Linked DNA regions of Mus musculus: region 2 is linked to region 1. Evidence: chromatin contacts called from public promoter capture Hi-C data. All regions are on one chromosome and are shown on one strand. Each heading gives the region's core, a stretch centred on a gene start, on an enhancer-like site or on the middle of the called end of the contact. The rest is flanking DNA. Distances are from core to core; before and after follow the strand shown. Region 1 overlaps Il17rb (interleukin 17 receptor B). Region 2 holds the start of Gnl3 (guanine nucleotide binding protein-like 3 (nucleolar)).

Region 1 (6,470 bases), core at 1,675-4,174:
GTAAGAGGTCCCGGCCTGTGTGCCGGGAACTGCTCTGACAGACTATGCTGCCCCAGAGAGCTAATGGCCAAGTAAGAAAGGCTTGTTTGAAATGAAGGCCCTCTCTTTTCAAAAGCAGGGTATACACGGGGGTGGGGTGGGGGTGGGGAAGAGCACACAGGAGTTGTTCTAAGTGCCACGAGGCTACAGAATGGGAACCAAGGACTGGTGTCAGCAGTGCTGCAAGACATTCTCTCTGAATCTTATTTGGTTAACAAATCAGGAACACTGGCACCAAAAGACACCGCCCTGGTGCCTGCGAGCCTGTTCTGGAAAATGTCTTTGGATTTAGAGATGCCTCGGTTCTTTTTATGGACATAGAGAATGTTCTGAACCTAGCCCATGGGTGGGGCCGAAAGACAAGAGTCAGCCAAATAAGCTTTTGATAATTACCCTAGGACCCTGACTTCTATGTGGGTACACGTGTGTGTGTGTATGTGTATATATATATGTGTATGTGTATTATGTATATAAGTTCATCCCGAGGATCAGAAATTCTTCAAATGACAAAACTCGAGTGTTCAAACTCTAGTTGCCACAGTGCTAATTCGTGTGCTTGAGGACTAGAAGCCTGAGTTTAGAGAAGGGCTCCCAGTTCCTGTTGAGAATCCAGGGAGAACGCTGGTGAGTTACTCAGTGGGGACAGTCACTTGCTACACACGTTTTACAACCTGGGTTGGATCTCTCCTGGAACCCATGGTCAAAGGAAAGAGCGCATATCCAAAGCTGCCTACCACGCATACGCTGTGGCACGAGGGCCTGCGCTTGCACACATCACACTACTACTTTTGTTGTCAGTGTTGTGAGCCTAGCCTGTGATGGCTGAACCATCATTCATTACACAATAATACATTTTTTGGAAGAGATCTGGATACTGGCAAAGAACCCTTAATCAGCAGATCCCTCCCTCCCCCCAAGACCTTCCAGCCCTTGGTTTGCAAGGTCTAAACTTCCAAGGAGAGTAAAAGAATCTGTTTACAAAGGGTGACTGAGCTGTTTCCTGCAGACAGACGCATGCTGGGAGGCTGGCTGCCTCTCTTCCTGGTGCTGCTGGTGGCTGTGTGGGTGCTGGCAGCTGGGATCTACCTAACTTGGAGGCAAGGTAAGGGTGGTGGTCACTTTCTGAAGACCCTCTAATGAGATCCTATCTGCATATGTAGAAAAAGAAATCTGGCATAAACCTGCACTCTGAGGCCCTGAGAGGAAGAGGAAGTGGGGTCAGGGGTCCAAGGATGTTATGAATTACTGTTCAAGGCTAGCTTGAGCTACATGAGGATCTGTCTCAAAAAACCAAAAAGAAGCTCTTAGTGTACCCTGGGAGTTATTCCTATGTCATGGCCAAAGATTAACTCCGTACTTTTAAGCTAAGAAAGCCACATGAACTTTCACCTCAGGAATATCTGCATCTAGAGGATGCTGTTGGTGCCATGCTACTACAGGGTTACAGTAGCTTTCTACATAGTCTTGCTGTGGTGCACAGGGTGTGGCTGAACTTCATAGGGGTAGAAGAACCCTACCACCTGCAGGGAGAAAATGGTACAAATCACAGTTGACCCAACTCCTAAAATGATAAGTAGAGGTCACATCTGTGTCACAGTACAGAAGTTTCAGCAGCTTGCTTTAAACACAGTGACCTCAAACCTCAGCAGCTGCTGAGTTTATCTGAAAAGAACAGGGCTTGACTATGAAGGCTGATTTGTTGATAAGGACTTAAAAATACATCTTTTCAAGTGCTTTTAAGATTCAAGCATCAGTGTTTCAGGTATTCAAAAGGACTATCAAGGACCTTTTCTCCTGTCGGGAACAAAGCTCTGACCCTGATCTGGCTGACAGTCTGGTGGGGAGCCTTTAGTAGTTTTAGACTACTGTAAAGGCCTGCTATCTGTCACACAGTTAACAAAGTCCCCCCCTTCTCCTCCAGGAAGGAGCACGAAGACGTCCTTTCCTATTTCCACCATGCTCCTGCCCCTCATTAAGGTCCTGGTGGTTTATCCTTCTGAGATATGTTTCCATCACACCGTCTGTCGCTTCACTGACTTTCTTCAAAACTACTGCAGAAGTGAGGTCATCCTTGAAAAATGGCAGAAAAAGAAAATCGCCGAGATGGGGCCGGTACAGTGGCTGACCACTCAGAAGCAAGCGGCAGATAAAGTGGTCTTCCTTCTTCCCAGTGACGTCCCGACCCTTTGTGACAGTGCCTGTGGCCACAATGAGGGCAGCGCCAGGGAGAACTCTCAGGATCTGTTCCCTCTTGCCTTTAACCTCTTTTGTAGTGATTTCAGCAGCCAGACGCATCTGCACAAATACCTGGTGGTCTATCTTGGGGGAGCAGACCTCAAAGGCGACTATAATGCCCTGAGTGTCTGCCCCCAATATCATCTCATGAAGGACGCCACAGCTTTCCACACAGAACTTCTCAAGGCTACGCAGAGCATGTCAGTGAAGAAACGCTCACAAGCCTGCCATGATAGCTGTTCACCCTTGTAGTCCACCCGGGGGAATAGAGACTCTGAAGCCTTCCTACTCTCCCTTCCAGTGACAAATGCTGTGTGACGACTCTGAAATGTGTGGGAGAGGCTGTGTGGAGGTAGTGCTATGTACAAACTTGCTTTAAAACTGGAGTTTGCAAAGTCAACCTGAGCATACACGCCTGAGGCTAGTCATTGGCTGGATTTATGAAGACAACACAGTTACAGACAATAATGAGTGGGACCTACATTTGGGATATACCCAAAGCTGGGTAATGATTATCACTGAGAACCACGCACTCTGGCCATGAGGTAATACGGCACTTCCCTGTCAGGCTGTCTGTCAGGTTGGGTCTGTCTTGCACTGCCCATGCTCTATGCTGCACGTAGACCGTTTTGTAACATTTTAATCTGTTAATGAATAATCCGTTTGGGAGGCTCTCACTAATGTGTAGCTTCCTAAGAGAAGAAGCCTATTACACACACAAGCAGACACTCTGCCTGACCAGATGATCCAGTTTATGTGTAACCACTGTACTGTTTGCTGTTGGGACAGTGCTTTCCCTTGCCAAACTTTTGGACAGGTAACCTTTACCTTTTATCTTAGAAGGGCTAGGAACTGAACCCAGGGTATTATGCACACTAGACAAATGCTCTGACACTGAATTACACCTCAGTCTCCCACGGGTGACTCTCTAAGTGAATATGCAAGCATATCACCAGCAGGGCGGTGGTGGCACACGCCTTTAATCCCAGCACTCGGGAGGCAGAGGCAGGCGGATTTCTGAGTTCAAGGTCAGCTTGGTCTACAGAGTGAGTTCCAGGACAGCCAGGGCTACACAGAGAAACCCTGTCTTGGAAAAACCAAAAAAACTAACCAATCAACCAAAGCCCCACATCACCAGCTGGATGTGGTGGCACGTGGCACATACCTTTAATCCCAGCACTCAAGTGGAAGAGGCAGGAGGACCTCTGGGTGTGTGAGGCCAGCCAGAGACAGAGTGAGGCTCTGTCCCAAACAAACACAAGTTGCTACCTATAAATCCAGTGTCTACTTTTGTCCAGTTACCTGTCCACTATTGAAGTTCGCAGAGTTCTTGGTTATTACATAACATTTCCTATTCAAGTCAAAACTAATTCTTCAAGTGAGATCAACTCTCTTTAAGTAATATATCTTTTTCTATAACTAATTGCGTAAATAAAAACCCACCAAGAACTGGAGAGGTGGCTCCGAGGCTTAGAGCGCTGGCTGCTCTTCCAGAGGACTTGGTTCGGTTTCCAGCAACCACATAGCTGTTTATAGCCACCTTAACTCCAGTGTCAAAGGGATCTGATAACCCTCTCTGGCTTCCCAGGCCACTCTCCATGCATTTTACAAAGACATTTTATATACAGCAGGACTTTGCTTGCATGTATGTCTGTGTACCACATGTGCTTGGTGCCTGAGGTCAGGCGAGGGTGCCGGATGCCCTGGAACTGGAATTAGGAACAGATGTGAGCCACCATGTGGACTCTGGGAATCCAATCCCAGTCTCCTGCAAGAACAAATGCTCTTAACTGATTCGCTATCTAGCTATACCCCAATGTAAATAAATCTTAATTTAAATCTAAAATAAACCCCCAACCAGAACAAGCAGGAACAGTATACAGCCTTGCTAGGTCTTGAATCTTCTAGCTCCTTACGTTCTCAAAGCAGCTTTTTCTTAATGTAGAAACTACAGCAATGTATATTATCATAAGTATTTGTCTAGTATGGCTTCATAACGCACGATCAATCTATTTTGAAATGGGACCCTGTTTCAGGTAGTTGACTGCTTTGATATCTGTACCTGAAGGTCTGGCATGTTGGACACCCCTTTAATCCTAGGGCTCCGAGGCAGAAGCAGGCAAATCTCTTGAGTTCGAGGCCAGCCTGGTCTACACAGTAAGTTCCAGGACAGCCAGGGCTACATAACTGAGAAACCTTGTTTAAAAAACAAAAAACAAAACAAAAGCAAGTTTGTAATTGATCCGGTAAGTAGCAAACACTTTTAAAAACTATGTATTTTTAATTATGTCTTAGGGGTGTGTGTGTGTATCTGCAATGGGTATGTGCATGTGAGTATCCACTCACAAGAGTATCTATCCACTCAGAAGTATGACTCACAAGAGGCCAAAGGCCTCAGATGCCTTAGGGCTGGAGCTACAGATGGTTGGGAGCGGCCTGACCTGCGCTGGGACCTGAACCCCAGATCTTCCAGAAGAGCAGCGAGTGGCCTTCCTCACTGAGCTGCCTCTCCAGTTCCCTGGGGCACACATTTTAAGTTGCAGTGCACTGGAAGGAAGCAAACAGAGCCGTGGGTTCTGGGGAAAGACTCTGTTTCAAAAAAAAAAAAGGTCATGTTCGAGCATTTGTACATCATGTACAAGGTCCTGGTTTCAATCCACAGCAATACAAAAAGTGTGCTAAAGAGCCAATGTAAAAGGGATTCATTCACTCTAGCACAAGTCTTACAAATAAAATAAAAACCCTGCAGCCAACTTCATCAGCAAATACTCTGATAAGGTGGAGGCAGTGCAGGCGTGGCACACGAGCGTCACATCCAGTGTATGATGTCAGAGGCAGTGCAGGCGTGGCAAGGCTCGGCTATTTGGGAAGACAGTTGCCAGAAGCTTGTAAAAGTGCTGCTAACAGATGGATATAGCTTGTGCCAAAACTTGGACCACAAACCAACTTCCTCCACATCAACACCTACCACTGTAAGTGACCTTCATGTGCGGAATGGTCACAACAGGCGCACTGTGCTTCGGGGAGCGCAGGGATGAGTGTCAACTGTCCAATCAGCCCAGAAACATAAAAGCATATCCTATACATTTGATCCAAAACATAAAAAGCAGGTAATTTTCAAATGAGGAAGTACATCTCCAAATAGTATGCCCCGCTTGCTCGAAGCTGCTTTAGCTGGTTACTCTTACAGCGCCAGCAGGGCTGTGCACCCGAGACTGCTACAGTCCATGGTGATCCCGCGGCTCATCTGACCCACTGTTACCTGCCTCCCAGTCCTCCCCAGGACAAGCCTGGTGACAGACACGGTAGGAGCAGATGCCTAACAGCCAGCTAAACAATTCTGCTCTACCTACCCTGCCTGCCTTGTGCTGTGGCCCCCAGGAGTGCTCCCTGACCTCCTGCTCCCTGACGTGTGTATGTGTTACAAAGACAGTGCTTAACTCCAAGAGGACCTTGTGTGATGTACACAGAACCCAGCCTGACCGCTTTAGCTCCTAACTATTGCTAGAAAAAAAGAGAAGATGCCACAGCTGGTTCCAGTGGTCACCCCTCAGGGCTACATGACACGTTCATCAGGATGGAAGGCTGGACAGCAAGGTTTCCCATCAGGGACAGGGTAAGCCCGACTGAAAGTAGATTATCTCAAATCAGTGTCATACTTTAACATAAAATTGCATTAATTTAATTCTAGGAAAATTAAGCTTCGTGGTCAATAACTTACAATACATACACTCTTTAAGTCTTTTATGTCCTGAGACTCGGTTGTGGTTTTCACCACACAAAGGCAGCTCGTTCCCGTAACATTCGGACACCAAAGCGTTGCCACTCTCGCTGATAAATCCACAGTTCCTGAGTGGTGTCCAAACACGCCAGTACTGCACCTCCTTTCCATGCGATCAGCCGGGGGTCCATGTCCTACACAGCGACAGAGAGTTCAGCCAAGGCAGGGAAGACAGACATGCAACACCATTTTCTGCAAGTGGGGCTGAGACCCTTGCTCAGTCAACAGCAACCAAGCCAGGATTTACATCTGTGTGAAACACAGTAGAAAACTGGCTGGGCTGTACCTTAGTCACATAGCCCCTGCCTAACATGTGTGAGGCTCTGGGTTCAATTCCCTGAACTACCACAAGCAGAACAAAAGGCAGAACCTCCCAACATGCCAATCTCTGACACAGCTGAGGAGAATGTCTCAA
Region 2 (6,156 bases), core at 227-2,726, 1.0 Mb before region 1:
GGTCTATAGCATGGGGATTTGGGGAATGCACTAGTACTTGAGCTACGTTTCACACTCTAAGGTGCATCTGCACATACAGGTGTTACTGTTTTAATCCCAAACATGTCTTCAGCAGTTACTATCCTCACTTCCCCCACCCTCCAGCAGTGGCACACGCCTGTAAACCCAGCATTCAGGAGACTGAGGCGGGTGATCCAGAAGTCTGAGGTAAATCTAGCAGCAAAGTAAGGCCACTTCAAAGATAAACGAGGATACTTTCCAATCTTTCATTTTGGATCTTAAAAACTACTAAAGCAAAAGCTATGTTCCTCAACATCTGGAATCCAATATGCTTCTGAATTACTTTGGGGGGAAAAGCCTACTACCAAATGGGTTAAGAAAGAAACGTATAACCACTTTTTTGTTTTAATGGCAGGTCTCACTATGTAACCCAAGTACACTGGAACTTGCGATACTCCCAACTCAAGAGCTAGAACAGGTGTTTTCTACTGTGCCTGGCTCCTACAGTAAGTTTTGAAAAGTTTGGATTAAGATAGCATATTCCACCATACGCTTCTATAGTTAGTCCTCGAATTCCTACATCCGGTCTATTGTGTATTTGTCATTTGTTTTCCAGGAATTTTATATTTTTGTCCCCCCTTTGATATCAAATTTTCTTAAAATAAGACTCACTTCTTCAGAAAACAAAATTTTGAAACGGAAAATACTTTTAAAACCAGAAAATACAGTTTACAAAAACTCAACTCGTCGTGACGGTACAAATGAGAAGCTTAAGTACCTAGCCTGTAAATAAGTAAGTCTCTCTGACAAAAACAAAAAAATATTCCGTTTGGGCGATCATTGGGAAAGAAAAAAACAAAAACAAAAACTCAATAGGGAGTTTTTTGCCGAACGCACAAGAAACCAAAAAAAAAAAAAAAAAAAAAAAAAAAAAAAAAAAAAAAAAGAGGCCTTGAGAGGCGGAGGAAAAGAAGAGTTCGCCCGACCTGTCACTGGTTCTGGGGCTAAAGGAAACGTTGACAGCTTTGAAGGCGGCCCGCGACGGGCGGGAAAGAGCAGCGAAGGGAGTTTCCGGGCCCTGCTCTGCCTTTGTCCCGGCGGCAGGTGCGGCCGGGCTGCTGGGCCCTGTCCCGAGGCCCCGCCGCCGTGCCGTGCCGCGCCCCGCCCCGCGCCCTGCCCGACCAGCGCGTCCGCACCACGGGGCGGGGCCTCCGCCGCGACTCCCGCCCGCCCGCCCGCCCGCCCGGGCCGACACAAAGGCCCGGCAGCCGGCCGAGGAGGGGCGGCCCCGCCCGCCCCGGGCCCGGCCTTACCCCGCCGCTCCGCCGCCTGCAGCCCCGGCTGCGGTCCCCGACCGCCGAGCCCCGCCCCGTGGCCGCCACGGCTGCTAGCGCTCCTCTGGCCGCGGCCGTCTCTCCGGCACCCGCCGCCCTCACCGCCCTCACCCCTCCCAGTGCTGCCGTAAATCCAACCTGTGGCCGCCAGGCGAGCCCGGCTCGGCGCGACAGTGTATGTGTGTGCGCGCGCACTCGGCCCGGCCCCGACACACTTTCCGGCAGGTCCTGGAGCGCGTGACGTTGAACCGCAGTTCCAGTTCGCACGTGGCGCCCGAGAAGTCGTGGTGATCCCGAGACCTCCTCTGCTCCTGAAGCGTCCGCGGCCAGGATGAAGAGGCCTAGTGAGTGGGGTCGGGAGCGAAACGCGCGGGTGGTGCTTTGTGGCTGGAGGGAGAGGACTCTCCATAGGCCATTGATGAGTTCCGCGTAGATCTGATGCTTAGAAGGCCCAGACCCAAATTTGGCCTGTTGTATAGCAGGAGAGCTAAGCCCTTGAGAGGAAAACCGAGCCAGATTTCTGTGATTAACGTGTTTGAGCCTCTTTTCGAGCCTGCCGTTTTCCTAGAACTATTCAGAACCATGGTCTTTCGGCCTTGGTGGCACGCGCCCTAATCATGTACACGAAGGATGACGCAGTAAGATAGAAAGTTTGCAGCCAGCCTGGGCTGTATACTGAAACCATGGCTTAAAAATTAAAAAAAGAGCCTGGCCGTGTTGGCGCACGCCTTTAATCCCAGCACTTGGGAGGCAGAGGCAGGCGAATTTCTGAGATCGAGGCCAGCCTGGTCTACCAGGACAGCCAGGGCTACACAGAGAAACCCTGTCTCGAAAAAATAAAAATAAAGAAAGAAACCTTGATATTTGTAGTGCTTTCCTCTAGAAGCTGCTTCCATTGTGGGTCCACCGAGTCGAATTGACTGGCGTTGTGGTGTGATTTCCATTAAATACCCTGCATAACTTTGCAGGGACGGTTGAGGCAAGATCTATGTTGCCCGGGATAGCCTTATTGTTGTAGGCCCCCATGGCCTGATAAAACAATCTCTTGAGGGCCAGGAATATGGCTATAAACACTTGCCACTAAGCCTTACTGTCAAGAGTTCAAACTCATATGATAGGTAGAACTGACTCCTGGAAATTGCTTTCAGACCTACACACAAAATAAGTAAATGAAACATTTTGGGTATGGAGTGAAGACCCAGGGTTGTCCCAGCCCACGTGGCAGCTCCATGCTGTCTGTAGAAGGACAAGTGATGAAGCCCTCTTGTGGCTTCCTTTGCAAGAACACTACATGCACGTGGTTGGTCTGCTGACAAGAGAGGGCAAAACATCCATATAGGTGATGTGAGAAATTTAAAACACTCACTGCTCATGTGTGCAGTCTTTCTCTTTCTTTGTTTTGGCAGAGTTAAAGAAAGCGAGTAAACGTATGACCTGCCATAAGCGATATAAAATTCAAAAAAAGGTAAGTGTTCTGTGAGGCCCATAGCAAGTGGGGTGCTAACATGGCTTTCTTCATCTCTGTGGGGAAGGCTCTTGTCATGGTATAGGATTGGACAGACTGCAGCTGTGGGAAAGTACAGGGTAAACGAAAGCCTCAAGCTAGCACACTGGCATCTTTACAGAGAGCTGCAACACTTTTCTGTTTTTTGTGTACATGTTAATTCCCTGTATAGTTCCAGTTGAAGTTCTGCTTTTCTAGGGTGCTTCACATCCATTATAAATTGCGGATAGGCTGGCTTGTTCCCTAAGTTCTCAGTGCTTATGTATTTTTGTAGGGCGAGTTGTTTCTTTTGTATTAATACTGAGGATTGAACCAAGGCAAGTGCCTTCCGACCTCATAGAGCTGTTTTTAATAGGTCCGAGAACATCATCGAAAATTAAGGAAGGAAGCTAAAAAACGGGGTCACAAGAAGCCTAGGAAGGACCCAGGTGTTCCAAATAGTGCTCCCTTTAAAGAGGCTCTTCTTCGTGAAGCTGAACTAAGGAAACAGCAGGTAATTTTTGCTGGCTGAAAGCTCCAGTAGAATGATATATGTGGTTTCCAAAGCAATACACTGCCACCAGTCACTCGCTCATTCCTCTCTTTCACGTCTCTGACACAGCTTGAAGAACTAAAACAGCAGCAGAAACTTGATAGGCAAAAAGAGCAAGAAAGGAAAAGAAAACTTGAAGTTAGCCCTGGTGATGAGCAGTCTAATGTGGAAACTAGGGAGGTAAGGTTATCTTTCCTTAAAACTTGCGTTCCTTGGGAGTAACAAAACGTAGGCTTTCTCATCCATTTAAAATATATTGCCTGTAGTGATCTGTGGGAAATGTTGATATACTGGTAACAACTGCTGTTTCTAATTTTTCTTCCTTTTAGGAATCTGACGAGCCCAAAAGAAAGAAAGCCAAAGCAGGCAAACAGAATCCAAAGAAGTTACATTGCCAGGAACTTAAAAAGGTACCTTAGTATAGGTTAGTGTCAAAAATGATCTAAGATTTTTGAAAACTTAGTCCTTGACAGCTGCTTTGTAAAGAGGGAATTCTTAGAACGCTGTTGAAGTCAGAGTCTAAAGGGTGGGCAGTGGATTCCCAATGTGCTTGCTTGCTAGAGCTCCCCATTTCAGGCATGCATTTCCCAAGCTCACCTACCTGCCTTCTAAAAAGGCCTGTTAACCTAAGGACTCAATTGGGTAGATTATATGTCCAGACTTAACAGTCAACATACTTGATAGTGAAATGCATACAGGAGATCCTATCTTCTGGATTCACTGTCAGTGTTGAGGGTGCTACTCAGTAAGGACTGCTGCTCTGATGGTTTCTTACTTGACAGGTGATTGAAGCCTCAGACATTGTGTTAGAAGTTTTGGATGCCAGAGATCCTCTTGGTTGCAGGTGTCCTCAGATAGAAGAAGCTGTTATCCAGAGTGGGAGTAAGAAGCTGATACTTGTATTAAATAAGTCTGGTGAGTACAAACACTCCCCTTTATCTATTTTGTGCACTATGAGGTATGAGGAAAATATCGGACAGTCTGATTACCACTGAAGACTGATAAGATCCAACTCTGACCTCAACAAAGCCAATGAATGTGCACTCTGGTGGCCAAAGACCTGGGGGGAGGTAGTTTCTGCAAGTGATTATTCACTTGGCTTTTTCTGTTCTGCTTTTTAATATTTAGCTTCAATGTGAGTTTCCATAACCACTTTATTTCATATAGGAACTGATGTGAGCGTTTGCCATTTAAACTGGGGTACAAGAAAAGTTACTATGTGGGATAAAATATTAAATAAAATTATTAGATATCTGGGTGGGTTTAAGCACCAGGAAGAGAGCCCAGAAGAAAGAAAAATTTGGGCAACTAGCTAAATTGCCAGCCTCAATAAATATGTTCAAGCCTCAATAAATATAAGGGACAAGGGAAAGATACTGGAGAGAAGAATGTAAGAATGTGCCTTGGGCTTAGAAAACTGGTGCCACAGTAACAAGTAATTCTGGGAACAGGCGTGACTTGACTTCGTGCCTAGGCTGAGTGAGCAATCCTGGAGATGCTGAGGTTCACACGTGGCTCAGTTGGTCCAGTGCCTGCCTGGTACTCAGGAAAGGTGGTTTGTTCCTCATCACCACATAAAACCAAGCGTGCTAGTACCCCTCTGTGATCCCATCGCTGAGGGGCGAGGGGAGGTTCCAGAGCTGAAGGGCATCCTCAGTTCCGGCCTGGACGCCATGGGACTGTGGGGACTGAGAGGTGGAGATGGGACACCTCAAGACACAGGCCGCGCGGTAGGAAGTTTATTTTCTTTCTCTTAAATTTCTCTCAAAACATTGGGGAAGTACAGATTAGTAAGATCAGTAGTTAACACTAGTCTTAAAACCACTGAATTGAAGTGTCTTTCCCAATTCAGATCTAGTACCAAAGGAGAATTTGGAGAACTGGCTAAATTATTTGAATAAAGAATTGCCAACCGTGGTGTTCAAAGCCTCAACAAACTTAAAGAACAGAAAGACATTCAAGGTATGCTGTTGTTAGTGGTGGGGGGAAATACTGGTTTCTTCAGATCTGTGATGATTGAAATGTGATGAGTACACAAATGTTGATGAAAGTGAAAAACATGAAGATCCAACTCTGATTTCATTAAAAATTGCAAAGGTAGTGGAGGCCAGCAGTTTTTCTGAAAGCTGGACTCTCTCTGCTGTCATACTTTTTGTATTCCACCTGGTGATGTTTACCAGAATTAAAATTGCTATATTTTATGTTTAAAGATAAAAAAGAAGAAAGTTGTTCCATTCCAAAGCAAAATCTGCTGTGGCAAGGAAGCCCTTTGGAAGCTTCTTGGAGATTTTCAGCAGTCCTGTGGAAAGGATATTCAAGTTGGAGTGATTGGTGCGTTTCATTCAGCTTCTTTACCACATAAGTACTTAGTCAGGGTCTTGACATTGTGAGTGTGAATAGCTTTGTTAAAACTGACAGGGTTTCTCAAATGTTAACTCTGGCTCGCCTTGCCAAAACATGGCCTTCTGAGAGTTCAGTGGAAACACTTGCCTGGTGTGGGCAAGGCAACTATTAGAAAATGTGTTTCTGAGCATAATCCGAGTTTATGTTTATTTGTAGGTTTCCCAAATGTGGGGAAAAGCAGTGTCATTAATAGCTTAAAACAAGAATGGATTTGCAATGTTGGGATTTCCATGGGACTTACAAGGTAAATGGAACTGTCAGTGATCAGAAAGAAATCAGTAGCTGGTGCTGGGCTAAGAGCATTCCTTGGAAAGGCCCAGAAAGGCTGAGGAAAGCTCCCTCAGACAAATAGTGTTGGACCTAGTCTTGGAAAAATAAGTTAA

What was found. Promoter capture Hi-C pulls out the DNA fragments that hold promoters and counts their contacts.
Region 2: a promoter capture Hi-C map of liver shows a contact between it and region 1, with 4 times the contacts expected there. The contact joins the promoter of Gnl3 here to the enhancer-like site in region 1. A contact is called at or near these places in 4 of 39 promoter capture datasets (hippocampal neurons, liver, neutrophils and 1 more) and 1 of 115 datasets of contacts at active chromatin or transcription factors (embryonic stem cells).

What each region holds. Positions count from the first base shown.
Region 1 is chr14:29,992,680-29,999,149 of GRCm38.p6, reverse strand. It overlaps Il17rb (interleukin 17 receptor B), which reads left to right. Exons shown (of 11, transcript NM_019583.3): 10 at 1,046-1,141; 11 at 1,961-2,982. The coding sequence ends at 2,526. Actr8 (ARP8 actin-related protein 8) reads right to left here. Exons shown (of 13, transcript NM_027493.3): 13 at 5,929-6,189. The coding sequence ends at 6,046. Among named protein-coding and RNA genes, the nearest start is that of Mir6947, 7.0 kb to the right of the region's middle. Within about 2 kb of position 2,924, at least 34 of the 459 cell types and tissues checked have an H3K27ac peak or open chromatin away from gene starts, as enhancers often do. A contact at or near this core is called in liver, where this site is marked.
Region 2 is chr14:31,014,451-31,020,606 of GRCm38.p6, reverse strand. Gnl3 (guanine nucleotide binding protein-like 3 (nucleolar)) reads left to right here and starts at 1,476. Exons shown (of 15, transcript NM_153547.6): 1 at 1,476-1,678; 2 at 2,741-2,799; 3 at 3,194-3,331; 4 at 3,440-3,550; 5 at 3,700-3,780; 6 at 4,153-4,285; 7 at 5,223-5,332; 8 at 5,581-5,701; 9 at 5,930-6,017. The coding sequence starts at 1,666. It overlaps Pbrm1 (polybromo 1), which reads right to left and starts at 1,469. Exons shown (of 33, transcript NM_001081251.1): 1 at 1,314-1,469. It overlaps Snord19 (small nucleolar RNA, C/D box 19), which reads left to right and starts at 4,335; the gene lies at 4,335-4,388. It overlaps LOC115488429 (a small nucleolar RNA gene), which reads left to right and starts at 5,381; the gene lies at 5,381-5,459. RefSeq lists an enhancer at 738-766.